Regions from separate parts of the Hordeum vulgare genome. Here region 2 is linked to region 1. Evidence: chromatin contacts called from public Hi-C data. All regions are on one chromosome and are shown on one strand. The core of a region is the stretch at or near the end of the contact, and the rest is flanking DNA. Distances in the headings are between cores, read along the strand shown. Region 1 holds the start of LOC123434933 (probable E3 ubiquitin-protein ligase XBOS33). Region 2 holds the start of LOC123410599.

Evidence for each region. A called contact is a pair of places that touch in the nucleus more often than the background predicts.
Region 2: a Hi-C map of leaf shows a contact between it and region 1, with 4 times the contacts expected there. The contact joins the promoter of LOC123410599 here to the promoter of LOC123434933 in region 1. A contact is called at or near these places in 2 of 6 Hi-C or Micro-C datasets (leaf and seedling).

What each region holds. Positions count from the first base shown.
Region 1 is chr1H:341,216,087-341,219,901 of MorexV3_pseudomolecules_assembly, reverse strand. It overlaps LOC123434933 (probable E3 ubiquitin-protein ligase XBOS33), which reads left to right and starts at 1,969. Exons shown (of 10, transcript XM_045115543.1): 1 at 1,969-2,342; 2 at 2,457-2,516; 3 at 2,834-2,905; 4 at 2,988-3,196; 5 at 3,281-3,441; 6 at 3,535-3,593; 7 at 3,708-3,754. The coding sequence starts at 2,166. It overlaps LOC123434949 (shaggy-related protein kinase alpha-like), which reads left to right. Exons shown (of 13, transcript XM_045115544.1): 13 at 1-220.
Region 2 is chr1H:342,057,404-342,061,722 of MorexV3_pseudomolecules_assembly, reverse strand. LOC123410599 reads left to right here and starts at 2,833. Exons shown (of 1, transcript XM_045103544.1): 1 at 2,833-3,941. The coding sequence starts at 3,033. The coding sequence ends at 3,497.

The DNA of each region.
Region 1 (3,815 bases), core at 720-3,219:
CTAGAAAAGGGCAGCAAGCGTGGCATGTGCCCAGCAGCGCCCAGGCCCGCATCGATGTGGGCCCCTGTTTTAAGTGTATGTGTTTATGCCGTTTGATGAAAGAATAGCATGTTGCTCGTTTCCAGCATTCAGAATTTTCCCAGTGATGCATGACAATGATGACGTCATGCTTAGTCAAAATTCGAATCCCATATCCCATGCTTAGTCATGGTGGACACCATTTGACTTGGCCAAGTTACCAGCAGACGCGTTTTCGACCATCAAGGCCAGCATAACTGCATATGCATTGCTTCAATGCAAGTGCAATACTAGTACACACGGAGTACGAGCAGATCACCAGATCTGGTAGTATTGACAATCAAATGGACTCCTTTTAAAAGAAGAGGCTGGTCCACTTGCATGTGCCTCCGATATGAATGAATATGATGAAGCAAGTTGTTTATCTTGGCTTTCCGGTGCGATCTGCAGAGAGGGAAAGGGAAGGGAAGGGAAGATGACAAGTGTAGTGTGGCAGCTCAACGAAACCTCACCAGATAGCCAAGGACGTGTCCTTTACCCCGGATACTTTACGTGCAAGGTTGTTGTCTCGGTTGTGACAAGTTGGCTGACACGGCACGAGTGGCGATATTTCTCCTGGCCATGCGTGTTAGGAGAGGACAAATATCTGGCAAAAAGATTCTTTTCTTTTTTCTTCTAGAAACTTTTCGGATATAAATTGCGACATCGTACGCACACAGCCTAGCAATGCTTCTACAGGCAATGTTGCGAGTTCATTAGGAAACATTTAAGTCAACAAAACAGCGGGGAGTAGTAAGTATGTATCCATCAGAGTCTGATGCAAGGAGTCACTCATACACTCGCCCATTAATAATGACACGATGGTATGCTTACCCATGAACCGTCAGCGACACCGACCCGATATAAATAAATCACTCATCATCGACGGCGACATGTTCAATAAGCATACACCTAGAGCTAGAGCTAGCGAGAGATAAAATCACATTGAGTTGAGCGGGTGATCTTGGGCCGTACATGTGGTCACTAACTAGTGCCGTCCATCGGTCCACTTGAGCAAACTTTGTCCCGTGCTCCGACCTGCTTTCCTTTCCTTGTGGGCATCATCGGAGGACAAACCCGCCGTCCATATCAAAACATGTGATTTGCGAGCGCCCAGCGCACAACCCGCTCGCCTACCACATTGACCTTTTTTTCTTCACGTTTTATTTTTTCTTATCATGAAATACAGGCGTGGAAAACAAGTGCAGTAATAGGATGCACACCGCGCCTACCATGTTGACCCCATTTCTGTTTCATTTTTCGCCTGATGACGGTTATAAGTGTATGATACACACACCGGGCATCCATCATGTATGTATGCATTTTTTTTACGGGGTATGTATGTATGTATGTAGGTATGTATCAATGTATGTATGCTATGTATACTACACATCACCACGGGAAGGGTGGGGAAAGAGACGTTTTTGTGTTTAAAGATGATACAAAGAGGGGTCGATTAGTGGGTACTTGTTAGGTGGTATTGCCAATCAGCCATGAAGGGCGACTTTATCGGGCTCGCTAAAATCAAACAAAAAGAAGTGAAAACAACAACTTGAAATCTCGTGGCTCATCCATCCATCCATGATCCATCACGCTTCATCCAAGCAAAAAAAAAAAAAGCAAGATGAAAAAAAGCTTGGCCCGTGACCATCATCTACAACCAACCCCCATCATCAGTCACCAAGCACAATCACACCCACACAAGCTGCTACTAATCTATGCAGGATTATCTGGTCCCAGTGCCACATGAGCCATGCCAAATCACTATTTAAATTAAAACACTAGCACTAGCACATTTTAAACCGAAGAATATATAAAGCGACGACGGAAATACAAAATCAAATCAAAAGCCTTCTGCTCCTCCTCCTCCCCCCCTTCTTCCGGGCCTGGGAAAAATTTGAGACCCCAGAACGCAGGACGCGAAGACGACCCACCACCGCCCCCGCCCCCGCCCCGAAATTACGGCCGCACGCCTCGCCGCCGGCGATCCCGCCGACCGTCGTCGGCCCCCGCGCTTCGTTCGCCCCGGCGGCGTGCCCGTGCCCACGAGGACGCCGCTCGCCGGCGCGGGCTGAGGAGCGCCGGCCGCGGCGGCGGCGGCAGCGGCGATGGGGAACTCGCTGGGGTGCTCCGCGTCCGGCGAGCGGCTGGTGTCCGCGGCGCGGGACGGGGACGCCGTCGAGGCGCGCATGCTGCTCGAGCTCAGCCCGGCGCTCGCGCGCTACTCCACCTTCGGCGGCCTCAACTCCCCGCTCCACTTCGCCGCCGCCAAGGGCCACCTCGACGTCCGTGCCGCTTCCCTCGTGATTCTACGCGTCCGCGTGCGTGCTTGCGTGGTTTCCCGTTCGATTTGATTCGACTGACGGGCTGGTGTTTTTTTTGCCTGGGCTGTTTTCCAGATTGTGACGCTGCTGCTGGAGAAGGGCGCGGATGTGAACGCGCGGAACTACTGCGGCCAGGTAGATCTTTCCTTCCGAGTATCGTTTCATGGACAGGCATGTAGGAATCCCACCCCAAAAATGGAAGATCTGCCATTTATACCTGCTGAAACTGGCAGCCACCGCGTCGCGTTTCTAGTGAAAGTAGTACCTGATCTTTGCAATATCGGGACAAGCCGAAAATTGAATTCTTGTTGGGCTCTCGTGGTGTCCTGCTCTGTGCTCGCCCACGGGATACATACGTGTTACATTCCGATCCGTCTCTAGTCTCTACAATCCTTTTGCGAGGTGAAACATTTAGCTGATTGTTTTTTGTTTATTTGGATGTGCGAATGAAGACTGCGTTGATGCATGCGTGTCGGCATGGACACTGGGAGGTGGTTCAGATGCTTCTGCTCTTCAGATGCAATGTATGGCGGTATTTGTGATTACAATGTGTGCCCTGAGACAAGGAAGGTGCTGACTGCTGCTTGTGTTTGGGTTGCTTGGAAGGTTACCAGGGCGGATTACTTGAGTGGTCGAACGGCATTGCACTTTGCAGCGCACGACGGACTTGTTCGGTGTGTAAGGCTGTTACTTGCTGACTTCATCCCGAGCGGGCCCTTGGACGACACTGCCTCTTCGGTTGCAGATGGCGGTGATTCTCAGGCGAATAGCGGCAGCAGCCCTACTTCTTCACTGGGATTAAAGTTCAATGAACCGTATGTATTTTGTCAAGTGTTGATCTAGTGTTGTCTATTTTGTTTGAAATAACTAGTAATCAGCTGTACCTTGTTTTTGTTCAGTGCTCGTGTGAGGTACATCAACAAACCTGCTGATGGCGGTGTTACAGCTCTTCACATGGCAGCTTTGAATGGCCATTTCGATTGCATGCAATTGTTGATTGAGTTAGGTGCTAATGTCTCGGCTGTCACATTTCCCTACGGAACTACATCGAATTTGATAGGCAAGTGATGATTCTTATTTCAGACGATATGCAGTAGATAATGATGTTTTTCTTATCTAAAATGAGTTCTCAAATTATATCTTTATGGATCAGGAGCTGGCAGTACTCCTTTGCATTACGCAGCTGGCGGGGGGAGTCTGGAGTGTTGCCAGGTATGTAACTGTCATAAACGAGCATCGCATTTTTTGGACAAGTACCATTTCTCGGCTGTACTTGTCGCATGATGAATTCATACATTCTAATGTTTGTTAATGCCATCATCACAGGTACTTCTTTCAAAAGGTGCTAGCAGGTTGACACTCAACTGCAATGGGTAAGAATCAGTTGTCTAATTATTAATGCCAAGATGTATTTCAAAATTTTGATTGACTCTG
Region 2 (4,319 bases), core at 1,584-4,083, 840 kb before region 1:
CGGGTAAGCTCGCCATGTAGGTTACAATGTAACTACACCTCTATGCGTGTATGCAATCAAATAGCATGCCCTAGTATGAGCAACCCAATGCGAGCAACAGAACATGTGTCGTAGAGTAGGTGCTATGATGCAGGAAGAGGGGATGCACGAAACTAAACAATATGCACATGCTGTTTTTTTGACAGCATTATTTCAACCAAGATCACTTGGGCCAAGTATGCAAAGCGACAAAAAATGATGCGAGCAATCAAACGCGTCCTACCTGCACGAGGAAAGCCACACAAGTGCTCTCGATTGCATTGCTCGGTCTTGACTCACAAAAAACGGCCAATTCCATGATTTGCTTTAAGTTAGATGCTCTACGGACCAAACAACTAATACATGCCATCAAATCCTTTGATTTAGGCAACCAAACACGTCAATTGTTGTTTAAAGGGAGTCGATAGAATCTGCACATACAAACATACTTGTAGGTGGTCTTTGATCCTATGCATCGGGCCAACATGTTAAGAGCATCTATAGCGAGAACTTGCAAATCCGGCCCCTCAAACGCCCGCGGACACATCCGCACACACTGACCGGTCATGCCACAAATGATGCATTTACAACCGGACACCTCAAATATCTTTACCTACTAATAAAGAAAATAGTGCTTCTTCCGTACGTCATCCAAATTGCTTTTAAAGTTGACTAAAATTACCCACCAATGCCACCTATATATCATAAAAAACGTTTCAATCAGGAAAATCTTCAGACTGGGCCGGCCCATGTAGGCACCTCCTATATTACGCTCTGGGCGTTGGAAAAAGATGCAACACACCTATTTGGGCCGGCCCATGCGTGGGCGCCTGTTTTTTAGTTTACTTTTTTTTTTCAGTTCCATTTTGTTTTTCTACTTTAAATAATTTAGAACTTCAAACAACTTTTCTCAATTTTAAGAAACTGAGAATTTCAAAATAAAATATTCAAAAATACATATTTTTTTTGAGAATTCAAAAAGTACTCACGAGTTTTGAAAAATGTTTGCATATAAGAAAATGTTTAAACTTTGAGAAAATATCCATAAAATAAAAAAGTCAACGATTTAAAACAAAAGTCCGTGTAAAAATCTTAAAAACAGTTCGTGCCTCTGTTTTTAGTCTCATTTTTTATTTTCATTTTTCTGTTCCATTTTTTAGTTTAAATAATTTAGAACTTTGAAAAACATTGGCAATTTATAAAACTGGGAATTTTGTAAAAATCTTAAAAACAGTTCGTGCCTATGGTTTTAGTCTCATTTTTTCTTTTCAATTTTCTGTTCTATTTTTTAGTTTAAATAATTTAGAAGTTTGAAAAACATTGGCAATTTATAAAACTGGGAATTTCGAAATAAAAGTTTAAAGAAAAAATAAAATGTTTGTGAATTCAAAAAATGCTCAGGATTTTTGTAAAAATATTCGCATATTCAGAAAAATGTTTATAATTTTGAGAACAAGGTTGGTGAAAACAATAAAAGTCCAGGATTTTGAAAAAAAGTTTGCGTGTTATTTTTTGAGTGCAATTGAAAAAAATGTTTGCTAATTCAAAAAATGTTCATGCATTTTAAGAAATGTCCTAAAATTTTAAAGACATAATATGATCAGCACCATTGAAGATTATAATTGTTTTTCTCTCGTTGCAACGCATGGGTCCTTTTGCTAGTGATATCTCAAATCCATACAAACCATGCAACTACTACGTCAATGCATTATACACATCGTTCGACTACTCCATCACTACTAACATGTCATCGAACTACTAAAATTTGGCATGTTTGGCTATGGTAGACATTGGCCACGGCTGCCCTTGCCTTTTCCGGAGCCCTTGTCGTCCTTCTCGCCAAAATACCAATCGAAGATGCAGACGGATCGAGTCAGATCTGCTCGTCACCGGAGCTATCCTCGTCGTCGCTCACCTCCTCCACATCCTTCGATGGCAGTCCGGCCATTCCACTGACTGCCCGATTCTGCTCGCCGGGGAGGGCTCGCGTGTTCCTTCGCTGTCGTTTCTTCAAAATATGGACGGAGATGAGTTCCTCCTCTGCGGCGACCCGCGCCGCCACATCAACCGCCTCCGTCTCCGCCATTTCCTCCGCGAGATAGGCCTCGTCGACCCTTATCCTCTCCTTCCCACGGCGAGCAGCCCGTTCCCAGTGGGACTCGAAGTCCGACGTTCTCGGGCTTCCTCATATCCGTTTCATATTTGAGATGGATATGAGGGGTGTCGGTCAGGCCGGGCTTTTGAGGCCCGTTTGAGGGATCCGGTTGGATCAAGTTTTTGTGACCGATCAAGGACCGAACGACCTATCGAACCGTTTGAGACGGATATGAGAGGTCCGTTATAGATGCTATAACCTTGACCAAATCAATGCCCTTGAGAAAACCCATAGCGCAAAAGCTACATACCATACAGAATATAAAAACTGACTTATTCCAGTTCAACTCTAGGATTACTTTTTTTTTTGCGGGGAAGCATGATACATTGATAACGTGGATATAATTTCATTTGTTCATTTCCTGTTACCTCAGGAGTTTGTGTATCCGTGGTCTGCTATAATATGTTGTATTTCCCGGTATAAATCTGTAGTTTGTACAAGCTACATGGAGATAAATCTCAAGCTAAATATATATCCTGACAATGTGATGAGATGATCATATCCTGACAATGAATTATCTACCCAAACAAGTGTCTTCTTGAAACAAACACCATAATGACGCGTCATAATCCTACATATAAAAGTGGTTGAGCATGTTCCTCTATTTAATTTTTTGAACATGCAGAGCATGTTCCTCTTGCCAACACACCTCTCCAGTCTCCATTTCTGAAGCTTACGTGACGTGATTAAGACCTTCTGTCCTTTGCTCAATCCGTTGCACCACACACATACCCATACGACCATATCCACGAAAAGTCATCCGCGCACGCGCATTCACCGAGCCGAGCGCGCCTTATTCCCTTTCCTCTGCTGGTATCTTCCCTCCCGGTTCCTCCCGCTCTCCGTCCCCTGGTCGGCCATGCCGAGCGCCAGCTCGCCGAGCGGCCGTGAGCGCGCCCGCGGGAGGTGGTGCGCGCGCCGGGACCTTCTGACCGTCGCCGTCACGGTGATGCTCTGCTCGGCGACCTACTGCTTCTCCATATGGCACAACGGGCGCAACGCGCCGGACAAGATCGTCCTCGGGCGGACCCCCTTCTTCGTCGCTGGCGCCGCGACGTGCAGGGGCGACGCCTCGGGGCTCGACTTCGAGACCCATCACACCGCCGAGAGGGCCGGGCTCTCCGTGTCGTCGTCCTCGTCTCCGACGGTCACGGGGCGCCGGGCATTGCGCGCGGCGGTGGTGCCCGTAGACGGCACCGTGCGCGGCCGCGTCGCGTTGGCGGGGAACTCGGCCGGCAGCCCGGAGGACGCCGACGGCAAGGAGTGGGCACGGGTCAACGGCGACAAGCTCCGGGTCACTCACGCCGGCGCCGTGCGTGCGTAGGACGCAGTCATCTACCGGCTCGTCCCGGCGATAGCGACGACGGAGCCATGCATTCGGAAGCTACAGTATACTATAGTAAATAATTTACTCAAGCTGCAGTCCTTTTTGGATCTATGTTTGTGAAGATAAAATAATTCAGGGCTGTTTTCGCGTAATGTCATTGATTGAAGTGGTAGGGACTAGTTGGAATTTAGGTGGTCGATGTAATATCATTGCCGAGAGTGTTTCGGATGTTTCGTTCGTCTGATCGGACTATTCCGACGGCAGCTTTGCACTTTAGTGGGAGGCCAAATCAAGGAAAGGCGACGCCGCCGGCAACCACAGCCACTGACGTCTTCAACCAAAAGAGTTGACCGCGCATTTGCTTTCCATCGTCATCAGTGGAGAAAAACCACTACAACTTGGAGTAGTGTGCACAAAAATTAAATGTCGTTTCTCGTTTGAGTTGATGTGGTCGTTGGTACGCTATCTTGCTCGTCTATATTTGACGTTTACACCTGCGTGTGTGGGTTAGAGTACGAGCATGACCAACGTTCACCCTCTACCGTGGAGTAGTCGTGAACGAGGGCGAGAGAAAAATACTACTCTTAGAGAGCCTATGTGTCACTAGTAGAAAAGATGGTTTTGTTTCATTTGATGAATCTTATTAGTCTAGCTTCACTCACGAATCGGGACCCATATGGGGATAGGTTCCGGTTCGTGAGGCCACGCGCCGGCCGGTCCTCGTCGGCCATTTGTCCCGTTTTGTTTGTCACCTTCGTTTTCGGTTTCAGACACGAACCGGGACCAATGTGACTCGCTCGTGGCCCACAACCAGTAGTT